2 separate regions of the Zea mays genome follow, and region 2 is linked to region 1. Evidence: chromatin contacts called from public Hi-C data. All regions are on one chromosome and are shown on one strand. The core of a region is the stretch at or near the end of the contact, and the rest is flanking DNA. Distances in the headings are between cores, read along the strand shown. Region 1 overlaps LOC100273149. Region 2 has its middle 14 kb from the start of LOC100283075.

Region 1 (6,336 bases), core at 2,365-4,864:
TCATTCAAAGCCTTGGTCGGAGTTCTCAATTAAAGTGTGTGTTGTAGTGCAGAAATTGTTTGCTGAAGCTGTTGTTGCTAAGGTTGGGGATGGTGCCAATACCCTTTTTTGGAAGGATAAGTGACTGGATGGTAGGTGTATTAAAGACTTAGCTCCATCAGTGGCTGATTTGGTGCCCATCCTCCTTGCTAACAGGAGGCTGGTCAAGGATGTTTTGCCTAACTTCGTTGGATGGCTGATCTGCATGGAAATCTCTCTGTTACAGTTATTGGTGAGCTTATGGATCTCTGTGAGGTTATGGAAGATATGGAGATTCAGCCTGGTATTACAGACCGCCATATTTGGAAAATTTTGTGCTTCTGGAAATTACTCAGCTAGCTCCGCGTACAAGGCTCTTTTTCAGGGGTCAATTGGGTTCGAGCCAGCAGAGAGGGTGTGGAAGTCTTGGGCTCCCCGGAAATGCAAATTCTTTATTTGGCTTGTGGAGCATGATAGATGTTGGACTGCTGATAGGCTTGCAAGGCGCGGATTGGATCACCCAGATTGTCTCCCACTTTGTGATCAAGATGATGAGTCCATTAATCATTTGTTGGTCTCATGTGTGTTTTCTAGACAGTTCTGGTTTCAACTTGTAAAGATTGGAGGGCTGCAGTTGTTGTGCCCGGCGATTGATGATGCATGTTTTGAAAATTGGTGGCGCACCTGCTCTTACAAGGTGGCTAATCACTAGAAGAAGGGCTTCAATTTGCTGGTGATCTTAGGGGCTTGGTCTATTTGGAAGCATAGGAACAAGTATGTTTTTGATAGTTGTAATGCTAGTTTAGCTGCTGCCCTTCGGGTGGCTAGAGATGAGGCTTTGTGTTGGTCTTTGGCTGGTGATAAAGCTCTGTTTGGTTTCTTCCATCTAGACGAACTGCTGGCCTAGTGGTAGGTGGTGTGGCAGGTAGTCTGCTCTCCCTTGTGTGGTCGGAGTCTGCTCTCCCTTGTTCCCGGTGTCTCTCGGGATTTTTTTTTGGAAAACACAGGAGAACTGCGCCTCAATATATTAAGAAGAAGAAATAAGTCCAGGTCAAAGAGACCTGGACAGATTACAAGGCCTCCTTAGGGAGGCCAGAAACACAGGAAACTGCAAAAATCCATCAAACACAACCTGCAACTCCCTAGTCTCCAGGAATTAGGGCAGCAAGGTATGAAAGACCTTTAGCCCCGACCATTTCCCAAGACTGCCTCCTCCCTAGCTAACTTAATGGACAGATCTAAACTAGGAGTACAACCATAAAAAACACAACTATTTCGAAGCTTCCACGTTGTCCATGCTCCTAAGGCCACAAGCGAGTTAAGACATTTACCAGGAAGACCAGTAGCCAACCCTGAGATTTGCTCCCACCAAGCCATAAAAGAAGAATGTCCTGGCTGGGGAGCCAGACTTTGAAACCAAAACGGTTTAAGAAGAGTAAACCAGAACACTCTCGTGAACACACAGGAGACAAGGATATGGTCAATAGTTTCAGCTTCCTGGTCACAAAAAAGGCACCTAGCTGGATGATCCAAGCCTCTCTTTGCAAGCCTATCAGCAGTCCAGCATCTCTTGTTAGCCACCAGCCAAAGGAAAAACCGACACTTTGGAGGTGCCCAGGTTTTCCAAACCAGGTGATAGTGACCGAAGGACGTTGATCCAACAAAGAGGCCTCATATGCCGACTTAGCCGAGTATTTACCATCTGCCGCAATACTAAATATATGCTTATCTTCCACTTCAGGCTGCAGCACTATTTCTGAAAGAAGCTCCCAAAGGTTCAAATAATCCACTAGAACTCCCACAGACAGAGCACCCTTTATATCAGATATCCATTTTCTGTTGGAAAGAGCCTCAAGAACAGTTCTTCTATTCGCAATCCTTTTAGGAATGGTGGCAAATAACCTAGGCGCCAGACTACACACATTCTGTCCCAATAGAATTGTTTGTATTTTGAGGATCTTTCCCCTTTTCTTTTTCTTCTTAATTCAAAAATGCGCAGTTCTCCTGCGTATTCCAGAAAAAAAGACTCCCATGGAACTCATTGTTCATCTTAGTGCCACTGATGGTGAGCCTCTTATTGATCCTACCTGCTATCGTCATATAGTTAGGAGTCTTGTTTATCATGGTGTCACTCATTCTAATATTTCTTGTTTTGTGCATATTCTTAGTCAGATTGTTTCGGTCTCTACTCAACTCCACTATAGTCACATGCTTCGTGAGACTACTTGTGTCATCTATTCTTTCCACGCACAAGTTCTTTATAACTGCAGACCTACTATGATACTCTCCGAGCTAGTGAGTCGACTAAGAAGTAGACAACAGTTCTAGTTTGACTGTTCGAGTGAGTTGCGTGCTATGGCTCTTGTGACAAGGATGACTTGGTTATAGTGGTGGTTTCTGTTTCTATGTCGACTCCTCTTTTGACAGTCAGTACAAGTGCTATTAGTATTATGATTCGTTCAAGCATGAGCTATTAAGCATATAGGTGTTGATGCCTATTACATGTGTGAACAATTTCAAGATGATATGATTGATATCTTATGTGCCTTAGAGCTTCAGTTAGCTGATTTCTCCACGAAGGAGACTAGAGCTCATCATAGGTTTTATCTAGCCAAACTTAGTGTGTTTGATCGACTTTGAGTTTGAGGGGGGGTGTTAGATGCCTATGCATGTGCAATAACGATGTTTGTGGGGGTGGGGGGGGGGCATATGGTAAGCTGAAATTCAACATCAGTAAATGCACAAAAGTGAATAACATAGTCCGACATAACCCTTAAGGAGAAATATTGTTGTACCCCTTTTTTTGACAATTAGGGGCAGGGACATGGCGAGTGCTGCAGGCTGCAGCACCGGTCCAAGCAACAAAAACTCTTACAAAATGCTGCTCCAACTAGTTGGCACCACAACATCTTATAGTTAGAATCAAGACATACTAGGACTAGCAGTGTAGTTAGCATCTTCCCTTGCCTGTGTTTTGGCTCCGCCCCTGAAAACAACTATCATGTATGAAATATTATGCCATGAAAGATGAGTATACAATGCGTTAACATGTACAAACTGGTCTGGTTAGGCTGGATCCTGTGCAACTGGTCCTTATCGACTGCCATGTCATATCAATCATACTACCAACCACGCTATCAACCGTCATCAGCTTTTATCTACCACATCCCTCCTATGCCTAGTCTATATCATCACCCTACAGTCGCCTTAGCACCATATCCGCTTTTCTTTTATAGACTTTTATTTAAAATAAAACATAATGTTTTATATTGAAATAAAAATTCATCCGAGTACATAACTAAGTAGATAAAAATCACAATTCATTAAACATATATAATAATTATATAATTTCTAAAGCTAACAAAGTACATGACTCATAAATATATTTTTGGATCTTTTGAATTTTTAGGATTTTTTCCATTTTTTTTAAAACCGTAGTTGACTTGGGGGCACGCATGGACCAATTTGAATGTGCCATATTGCAAAACCTGGTTGGTACCGACTAGCCAGTACTGACCGGTCGGTACCGACCGGTTTGGCTTCAACGTGGTCGGTACCGACCGGTCGACAGCTTCACTGACCGGCTAGTCAAACCAACTGCGGTTGAGACCAGACCGGTCGGTACCGACCGGTCCAAATGCCACGTCAACGGTCGATACAGCCCTGAGTTGGATCCTGCCTTATATGCATTGTACAGTCATGGTACATCCACATGGATATTGCACAAGTAATTGCTGGACTTCTGTTAATTTTCTTAAATACACCTGTGGTTCTTTTATGACCACAAAAAAATTATACTAGTTCTTAATTGGCTCTCCATTTTTGTTTGCTTGCTTAACCATTAATGCTCTTGTCTTTCTGTAATCATGTTGACGTCAAACCGGACTACAAATATTCCAGAGGAAGTCTGATGAGTAAGTTGTTTGTGCATTTACAACCTCATACTAGTCCAGTGTTTTCTGTTTGTTTTAGGTTCAGTTTCATATACTAGTCCAATGTTTACTGTTTGTTTTATTAACATCTACCATGCCAAACAAATGCCATCAAGACGTTTTTCATGGTTGATTTAATGAAACTGATATGATGTTCTTGAATTTTCGATAAACTTAGATTAAGTCAGACAAGTTTGACACAGTACAGAATTAAAACACGTTACATTTTGAGAGTGGGGGAATACTACATAATTAAATGCAGTATTGTGTCTTCCTGAAACTATTTTGTGACTGCTACTTCTCTTTTGACAGTTATATTCTGGAGTTCGATGACGATGAGGAGGACGGTGCTCTGCCGCAGAGAGCCGTGCCGTTCTACAGGGTGGTTGCCCTGCCGGAGGGCCACAGGCAGTAGTGACATTTGACGCAGTTCTGCATTCCTAGTGTAACATATAGCGCAAGGTAGGGTGTCTTCAGTGTGACAATGTGGTGGTCATATCTACGCGAAACGAGAGAGAAAACAAGGACGTGCATGTAGCACTTACATGTGGGGTCCTTGTATAAAAGACGATGACGTTTTTTTTTCAATCTGCTAGAGCACGTCTATGTAATTGCAATCCAGTTTTAATCTCTTATATTATACTTTAGAGAGAAAGGGCATACTGTAAGGGTCTATTTGGCAACAATATTTCTCAAAATTATAGTTTTATAATACTAAAAATATCGTAGTTTTTGTCAGCTCCAAAAATAGAAAGGTTTTGAGAAAGCGTTGTTTGAATATTGGGTAAAAGCTAGCCCGAAAACTTTAGATCGGAGTGGAATTTTCTGTGTATCTAGAATATCATGGTTTTCAAAAATAGTTTTTAGGAATGTAACCAAACATGTTACGACATAAAACACTACTCTATCTTTCCAAAATATTTGTCCTATTTGTGTCGATTAAACTTTTTCAAATTTGATCAGATTTATAGAAAAATATTAGAACGTTTGTGTCTCCAAACAGTTTTACTACAAAAATAGGTTTGAATATCTATCAAATCTATACTACTTATTAAGATATCAAATCTATACTACTTATTAAGACAGTAAGAGTAGTCTGCCTCCTTTTGGTTCTGTCGTTCTGCCTTCCATACATCTGAACCGTCCGTCCGTGCTCACACGTACATCATCCACCCCAATCTGCGTGACACAACGAGCAACCCCACGCCCATGCCGCTACCATCGCGCAACCACCCTTGCAATGGAGATTTCTGCCATTATGAAACGCGACAAGTTCGGCTTTGACGAAATAGAGGTGTAGGCGAGGGCTTAAATGATTTGGAGATTCACACAACGCACACACGCTGATATGGACTCGAGCTCTCTCTTAGTCACGGTAGACAGTGATTAATCCTCCACCGTGAGGATCAATTAGGGTGGCTACCGTTCCGTCTTCAGTGCCGTCACTGCCCACGCTCGGGAGGAACCGCCTCTTGGAGACGCTGCCCGCGCTCGACCTCTACTACGTCGTCCACGGCGGGGCGGCGGAGGGGCCGCCGTGCTCGTGCGGCGCCGTGTCGGAGGCGTCCTCCGAGGAGTCGCCGCTCGGCAGCCCCATGTCCATCCTCTCTCCAGGTTCACCTGCCGCGACGGAGGCAGGATGTTAGATACCACTACTGCTACTACGCTACAGAGAAGGAGGTAACGAGAGGAGGAAGAAGATAGGAGGAATACTTGTGTCTTTTTCGTTACCTGCTCTCCTGGACAGACCAGAGTTAATATCCCACTTACACGGCTTACATGGACCATATGTCCGATGGGTAACGAGTGTTGGGCTTGGGAACACGGCGACTCATTACGGATTCGCCCTGTAGCTTCTCGTTCTCCTTGACTTGTTGCTGTCTTCCCTTTCTTGCAACCTTGTATGATCCTCTGCTGCTGACATTCCCCTCTCCTTGGGGAGCTGCTTGCCCCCAAGCAGCTGCAGAAGGAAATTGTTGCCGCAGCGACAACTCATCTTCCCAGGTGTCCAATGTATTATCACAGCCAGACCAGCGAACTAGAACCTGGTCCACCTGGCGCCCCCCGGGAGACCGAACGACGTTGTACGACCTGCATCGGGTAAGACAATGTAGGAGAGGCTATAGGTAATGTAGCACTCACCGGACATGTAGGCTTGACAAACTTTTTCAGTTGCGAAACGTGAAACACAGGGTGAACAGCAGAGGACGGTGGCAACCTGAGCTTGTAAGCCACCGAACCCACCTTCTGGAGTATCTCATATGGACCAAAGAACTTATAGGATAGCTTGTGATTAGCTCGAGTAGACACTAAGGATTGTATGTAAGGTTGCAGCTTCAAATAAATTTGGTATCCCACTGCAAACACACGTTTTGACCTCTGTTTA
Region 2 (6,336 bases), core at 2,202-4,701, 130 kb after region 1:
AGGATACTTGTTGAGTATGTTGATGTGTACTCACCCTTGCTCTACACACCAAACCCCCATCCCCAGGTTGTCGGCATTGCAACCACTGCTCAGGCGAAGATGAAGCTGTGGAAGGAGACTTCCAGGAGTTCCAAGACTACGACGAGTTCTAGGCGTGGGTTAGCGGCAACCCCCAGTCGGCTGCCTGTGAAGGCCGCGTTTATCTACGTTTCGTTTTCGCACTTTGATTTATTGTAAGGACTATATGGACGTCTCAGACGTATGATGTAATCGACTATTATTTCCCTTTTAATACTATTTGAGCACTGTGTGATGATGTCCATGTTATGTAACTGTTGTGTACGTGAATAACTGATCCTGGCACGTACATGGTTCGCATTCGGTTTGCCTTTTAAAACCGGGTGTGACATGTTAGTGCCCTGTTCATGTGATATCGTGGCCGTCGGAGGAGCGCTTGAGCCCTGTAGAAGCACAGCTGTCGGGGCTGTCGGGTCCTTACTGACGTCTCCTTGCTTCCGTAGGGGGCTGAGAACCGCCGTCGTCATGGGAGCACGCGGGGTGCCATCATTACTTGTTTTACCGGAGCGAGCCAGATGGGACGCCGGTCTTGTTCCCCGTAGCCTGAGCTAGCTTGGGGTAGGGTAATGATGTGTCCCCCTGTAACGTGGTCGGTCCGAGCCCAAGGTCGGGCGAGGCGGTGACTCCTCCGAGGTCGAGGCTGAGTCCGAGCCCTGGGGTCGGGCGAGGCGGAGACCGTCTTCCGAGGTCGAGGCGGGGGCCGAGCCCTGGGGTCGGGCGAGGCGGAGACTGTCTTCCGAGGTCGAGGCGGGGGCCGAGCCCAGGGGTCGGGCGAGGCGGAGACCGTCTTCCGAGGTCGAGGCGGGGGCCAAGCCCCGGGGTCGGGCGAGGCGGAGCTTCCTATGGCGCCTGAGGCTGGACTGTGCCGCTGTCAGCCTCACCCTGGCGGGTGGCACTGCAGTCGGAGCAGGGCAGGCGGCGCTGTTTTCCTGTCAGGTCAGTCAGTGGAGGGGCGAAGTGACTGCGGTCACTTCGGCCCTACCGACTGAGGAACACGCGTCAGGATAAGGTGTCAGGCGATCCTTGCATTGAATGCTCCTGCGATACAGTCGGTTGGCGAGGCGATCTGGCCAAGGTTGCTTCACTGCGAAGCCTGCCCGAGCTGGGCCTCGGGCGAGTCAAAGGTGTTCCCGTTGCTTGAGGAGGCCCTCGGGCAAGGCGTGAATCCACCGGGGTCTACTGTTCCTGCCCGAGGCTGGGCTCGGACGAGGCGAGATCGTGTCCCTTGAGTGGACGGAGCTTTGACCTGTATTGCGCCCATCAGGCCTTTGCAGCTTGTGCTGATGGTGGTTAACAGCCGAGTTTAGGAGTCTTGAGGGTACCTCTAATTATGGTCCCCGACACATGTTCTTCTGTCTATTCTCCTAAAACGTCTGCTCTCAATCATGATTTCGCGCTACTCTATGCACCTTCTCGTGGCTCGATGTACTCAAGCATACAAGTAAAGGCATGTAATAACTCATTCAAAATATTTTTAGGGGAAAATAGGGATTTGTTGGGATATTTTATTTTTGAAAAGAAAAATTTACGAAGATAAAAATCAGAATATTTTTAGGAGCTTTTGGAGATGCTCTAAGCCTCTAACCTCTTAGAACGTTATGAAAAATGAACCCAAACAAGGAAAGGTACTCGTGTGTAGGAGTTTGTTACATGCAAAGATTACAAATGCAGCGAACACGCTTTGGCAGATTGAGAAAAAGTAATCCTCTATATATGTGGAACCCGTATGTCTCTCTCCCCATCTTCTCTCTCAAGCGAGACCCCAACTATAGCACCCAAAATCTTATTTTAAGGATTTATGAAATTCTCTAGAGGTCTTGAATTAAAATACCCTTTTAAAAAAACTTTTCTTAACTTGAAGTTACTCCTCCTCAAATTCTTTCCTAATAAAATTATTACTAGATGAATTAAGTTATCCCTTTAGGGAACTATACGTGTAAGTAATCACTAAAGGATGTAAGATAAAGCATCTCTCAATAAAAGTTATACAATAGGAATTATTTTCTTACAATAACTAGAATTTGTGTGTATAAATTTCATGTTTGAAAACATCTACTTAAATAAGTAAGATAATAAACAAATAAATAAAAATCATGTCTTGCAATCATGTTGGGATTTTGATGGTGAATTTGAATTGACTTAAAGCTTCAACTCTATGTGAATTGAATTAAAACTTGGAAATTGAAAATATGAAAGAAGACTGAAAATAGAAAAGAGAATAAACAGAATAAGCCCGTGTTGGGTCGCTCCTCCCCTTCGGCCAGCTCCTTACTCGGCCCACTCTATTGTCCCCTTGTTGGCCGGCCCAAATTACACCCGAGCGCCTGTGGCCTAACAGGTAGGGCCCGGCTTGCCAGTGCCCCACCCCGCACGCTCGGACTCGGACGTCTCACCGACATGTGGGGTTGAATAGTCAGTTCCGTCTTCCTCTCGTCCGTTGAATCGGGTCCCCAAATCTAGCCACGTGAAGACTCAAAGAATTGCGCGCCTCGCTCCTGCCACATGGGGCCCAGCCAACCTCTCCTCACCCCCTTGCTCTAGGCGCGATCGTGGGTCTGCAGGTGGGCCCTCCTTAACAACCTCCAGCTCGCCTCTGCTGCAAATCGCTGGGAGTCCGACCTCCGTCAACCCCACGGCTTATTCGGTCACGGTTGTTGCGCCTCACCCCCCCGGGCTACAAAACCAAGCACAGCCGAGTCGTGCGCAATCCCTCTTTCCTTCGCCCTAACCATCCCTACCGCTTGGGCATGGAGGCCGAAAGAGGAGAGAAATCGAAGGGAGGGAGAGAGAGCCGCCGACGTAGATCCACGGGTGCACCATCGTCATGGCCGAGGCTTCACCAAGTCTCGTAGGTCATGATCGCGACTTTGTCTGGACGGATTACGTTCCGGTTAGCCCAGAATTGCTCGCCGGAGTCAATCCTCTACCGCGGTACCCCGCACCGCTATGAGCAGTTGTACTACTTCGCGAACTTCCGGTAAGATTGGCTCCCATGCGTTTGCCGTGTTCTGTGCGCCGTGTGCGTCCTCGTATCAGGGTTCTCGTGGGTCGGTTTGGGGAGTTTGTGTCCTCACGTCAATGGCGTCGCCGTTCCCGGGGCGCGCCACCGTCCGCAGGTGGCCGATGTGGGAGGGATGCATCATGGCCCTTAGATTTGGGATGTGCAATCGCAGATTGATGACTCCATACCCCTTCGCTATGGAAGCTCGGGCATCGTTGGATTCTGTTTGGATGGATGGAATTAGAAGTAGAAATCCCCTTCAGGCCATTAATTCTATACCATCAATTAGAAGATCAGTGGTATAGATTTGATCGGGGCGCATTAAATCTCGACCCTTGGATCGGGATCGGGCGGGTCGTAGCGTGCACCGGTTCGCTTTAGATAAAATATAATCCTAGCCCTTGGTTTCTAATCCAGCGGCTCAGATCCTAGCATACCCCTTCGCCGCGGGATAATTGCTAAAGAGACCTTGTCTTTTTATGAAATAAACCCACCGTCCTTACTCGTACAAGAATCAACGCAAAATAGCCTTGGAATTGATAGTTTAGACCCTGTAATCTTCGAAATTTATGGCCCCAGTCCAGATAGCTGAGAAATCCATTGAAATAAATATAGAAATCATTTTAGTGCACAAATAAAGTCCCAATCTTAGAAAATTCATATCTCTATAATTTTAACTCTTTTTTGATCCATTCACGTTGCATTAGATCCATAATAATATTTTTAGCCCCTGATAGCTTTATTTTGTTATAAAACCTAAATGAAAATTATGTACTTAATTTCTTTTGTACCCCATTTCTAAAACTTTAGAAAATCCATATCCCCTTTGTTTTTACTCAGAATTGATCCATTCCAATTGCATTAGGCTCAGGATAATATTGTCTACCGCTTAGTAACATTATTTTACTATGTAACTTAGTTATAAAAATAACACTCATTTTGTTTTATGTTTAACACCTAAATTATTCAGAAAATCATAACTCTTACACCTTAACCCCGATTTGATCCATTCGAATTGCGTTAGCCTCATAGAAATATTTACTACACAATAGCAACATTAATTATATGATATCACGTACTTCTATAATTAAGTAACTAATTGGACTAATCTATGTTTATTGAATTAGATTTTCTAATATTAATATAGTATTATGATCTTATGGTTATAATTTGACTAAAAGATGATCTTTAATCAAATAATGACTCATATTAAAGTAGAATTAATTATTCATAGAATATTCTCTCATATGGTGTATACTAATCAATTTATAATATAGTTTAATATTTAAATCACATAGATCTTCCATAAATCATAACTCCTTAATCGTAACTCCGATTTTTGTGGTTCACGAACCCACGACCTCGTAGCAATGAGTAGATTATTATTATGTGGTTTGTTCTTATGTTTGGTGTAATGTTAGTTTTGTCTATACCATGTTTGGTTGTGTTGCTACGACTAGCCGTGAGGTCACGAGAATCTGAAGATCATCCTGGTACCTGGAATCTCAAGTCCCAGGCAAGTTGTGCCCTTGACCACTTTTATTATCCAATAATGTTCTTTATTATCACTTATTCATGCATAGGATTAATGATAGTCGCCTAGAGGGGGGGTGAATAGGGCGAAACTGAAATTTACAAATATAAACACAACTACAAGCCGGGTTAGCGTTAGTAATAAAGAAACGAGTCCGCGAGAGAGGGTGGAAAAACAAATCGCAAGCAAATGAAGAGTGTGACACGTGGATTTGTTTTACCGAGGTTCGGTTCTTGCAAACCTACTCCCCGTTGAGGAGGCCGCAAAGGCCGGGTCTCTTTCAACCCTTCCCTCTCTCAAACGATCCCACGGATCGAGTGAGCTTTCTCTTCTCAATCACTTAGAACAAAACGTTCCTACAAGGACCACCACAAGTTTGGTGTCTCTTGCCTCAATTACAAGTGAGTTGATCGTAATGAAAGAATCAAGAACAAAGAAAGCAATCCAAGCGCAAGAGCTCGAAAGAACACAAGCAAATCACTCTCTCTAGTCACTATGGTGTTGTGTGGAATTTGGAGAGGATTTGATCTCTTTGGTGTGTCTAGAATTGAATGCTAGAGCTCTTGTAGTAGTTGGGAAGTGTAAAACTTGGATGCAATGAATGGTGGGGTGGTTGGGGTATTTATAGCCCCAACCACCAAATGTGGCCGTTGGGAGGCTGTCTGCTCGATGGCGCACCGGACAGTCCGGTGCACACCGGACAGTCCGGTGCCCCCTGCCACGTCATCACTGCCGTTGGATTCTGACCGTTGGAGCTTCTGTCTTGTGGGCCCGCCTGGGTGTCCGGTGCACACCGGACAGCTACTGTTCCTTGTCCGGTGTGCCAGTATGGGCGCGCCTGACTTCTGCGCGCGCAGAGCGCGCATTAAATGCGCGGCAGAGAGCCGTTGGCGCGGAGATAGTCGTGCTCCGGAGTTGCACCGGACAGTCCGGTGCACACCGGACAGTCCGGTGAATTATAGCGGACTAGCCGTTGGCGTTTCCCGAAGCTGGCGAGTTCCTGAGGCTGATCTCCCTTGGCGCACCGGACATTGTCCGGTGTACACCGGACAGTCCGGTGAATTATAGCGCGAGTGCCTTGGAACTTCCCGAAGGTGGCGAGTTTGGAGCTGGAGTCCTCTGGTGCACCGGACATTGTCCGGTGCTCTCAGACCAGAGGGCCTTCGGTTCCCACTTAGCTCCTTTGTTGAATCCATAACTTGATCTTTTTATTGGCTGAGTGTGAACCTTTTACACCTGTGTAATCTATACACTTGGGCAAACTTAGTTAGTCCGAATGTTTGTGTTGGGCAATTCAACCACCAAAATTAACTAGGAACTAGGTGTAAGCCTAATTCCCTTTCAATCTCCCCCTTTTTGGTGATTGATGCCAACACAAACCAAAGCAAATATATAAGTGCATTATTGAACTAGTTTGCATAATGTAAGTGTAAAGGTTGCTTGGAACTGAGCCAATTTAAATACTTACAAGATATGCAAGGATTGTTTCTTTCTTATATAACATTTTGGACCACATTTGCACCACGAGTTTTGTTTTTGCAAATTCTTTTGTAAATCCATTTCAAGGTTCTTTTGCAAATAGTCAGAGGTAAATGAATAAGATTTTGCAAAGCATTTTCGAGATTTGAAATTTTCTCCCCCTGTTTCAAATGCTTCTCCTTTGACTAAACAAAACTCCCCCTAAAAGAGATCCACCTCTTAGTGTTCAAGAGGGTTTTGATAT

The links. A called contact is a pair of places that touch in the nucleus more often than the background predicts.
Region 2: a contact with region 1 is called in a Hi-C map of endosperm, with 3 times the contacts expected there. The contact joins two enhancer-like sites. A contact is called at or near these places in 4 of 25 Hi-C or Micro-C datasets (ear, endosperm, leaf and 1 more).

What each region holds. Positions count from the first base shown.
Region 1 is chr10:15,335,242-15,341,577 of Zm-B73-REFERENCE-NAM-5.0, forward strand. LOC100273149 reads left to right here. Exons shown (of 9, transcript NM_001360219.1): 8 at 3,919-3,932; 9 at 4,263-4,693. The coding sequence ends at 4,365. Among protein-coding and RNA genes, the nearest start is that of LOC100273149, 33 kb to the left of the region's middle. Within about 2 kb of position 3,615, at least 3 of the 20 cell types and tissues checked have an H3K27ac peak or open chromatin away from gene starts, as enhancers often do. A contact at or near this core is called in endosperm, where this site is marked.
Region 2 is chr10:15,468,535-15,474,870 of Zm-B73-REFERENCE-NAM-5.0, forward strand. No RefSeq gene overlaps it. Among protein-coding and RNA genes, the nearest start is that of LOC100283075, 14 kb to the right of the region's middle. Within about 2 kb of position 3,452, at least 19 of the 20 cell types and tissues checked have an H3K27ac peak or open chromatin away from gene starts, as enhancers often do. A contact at or near this core is called in endosperm, where this site is marked.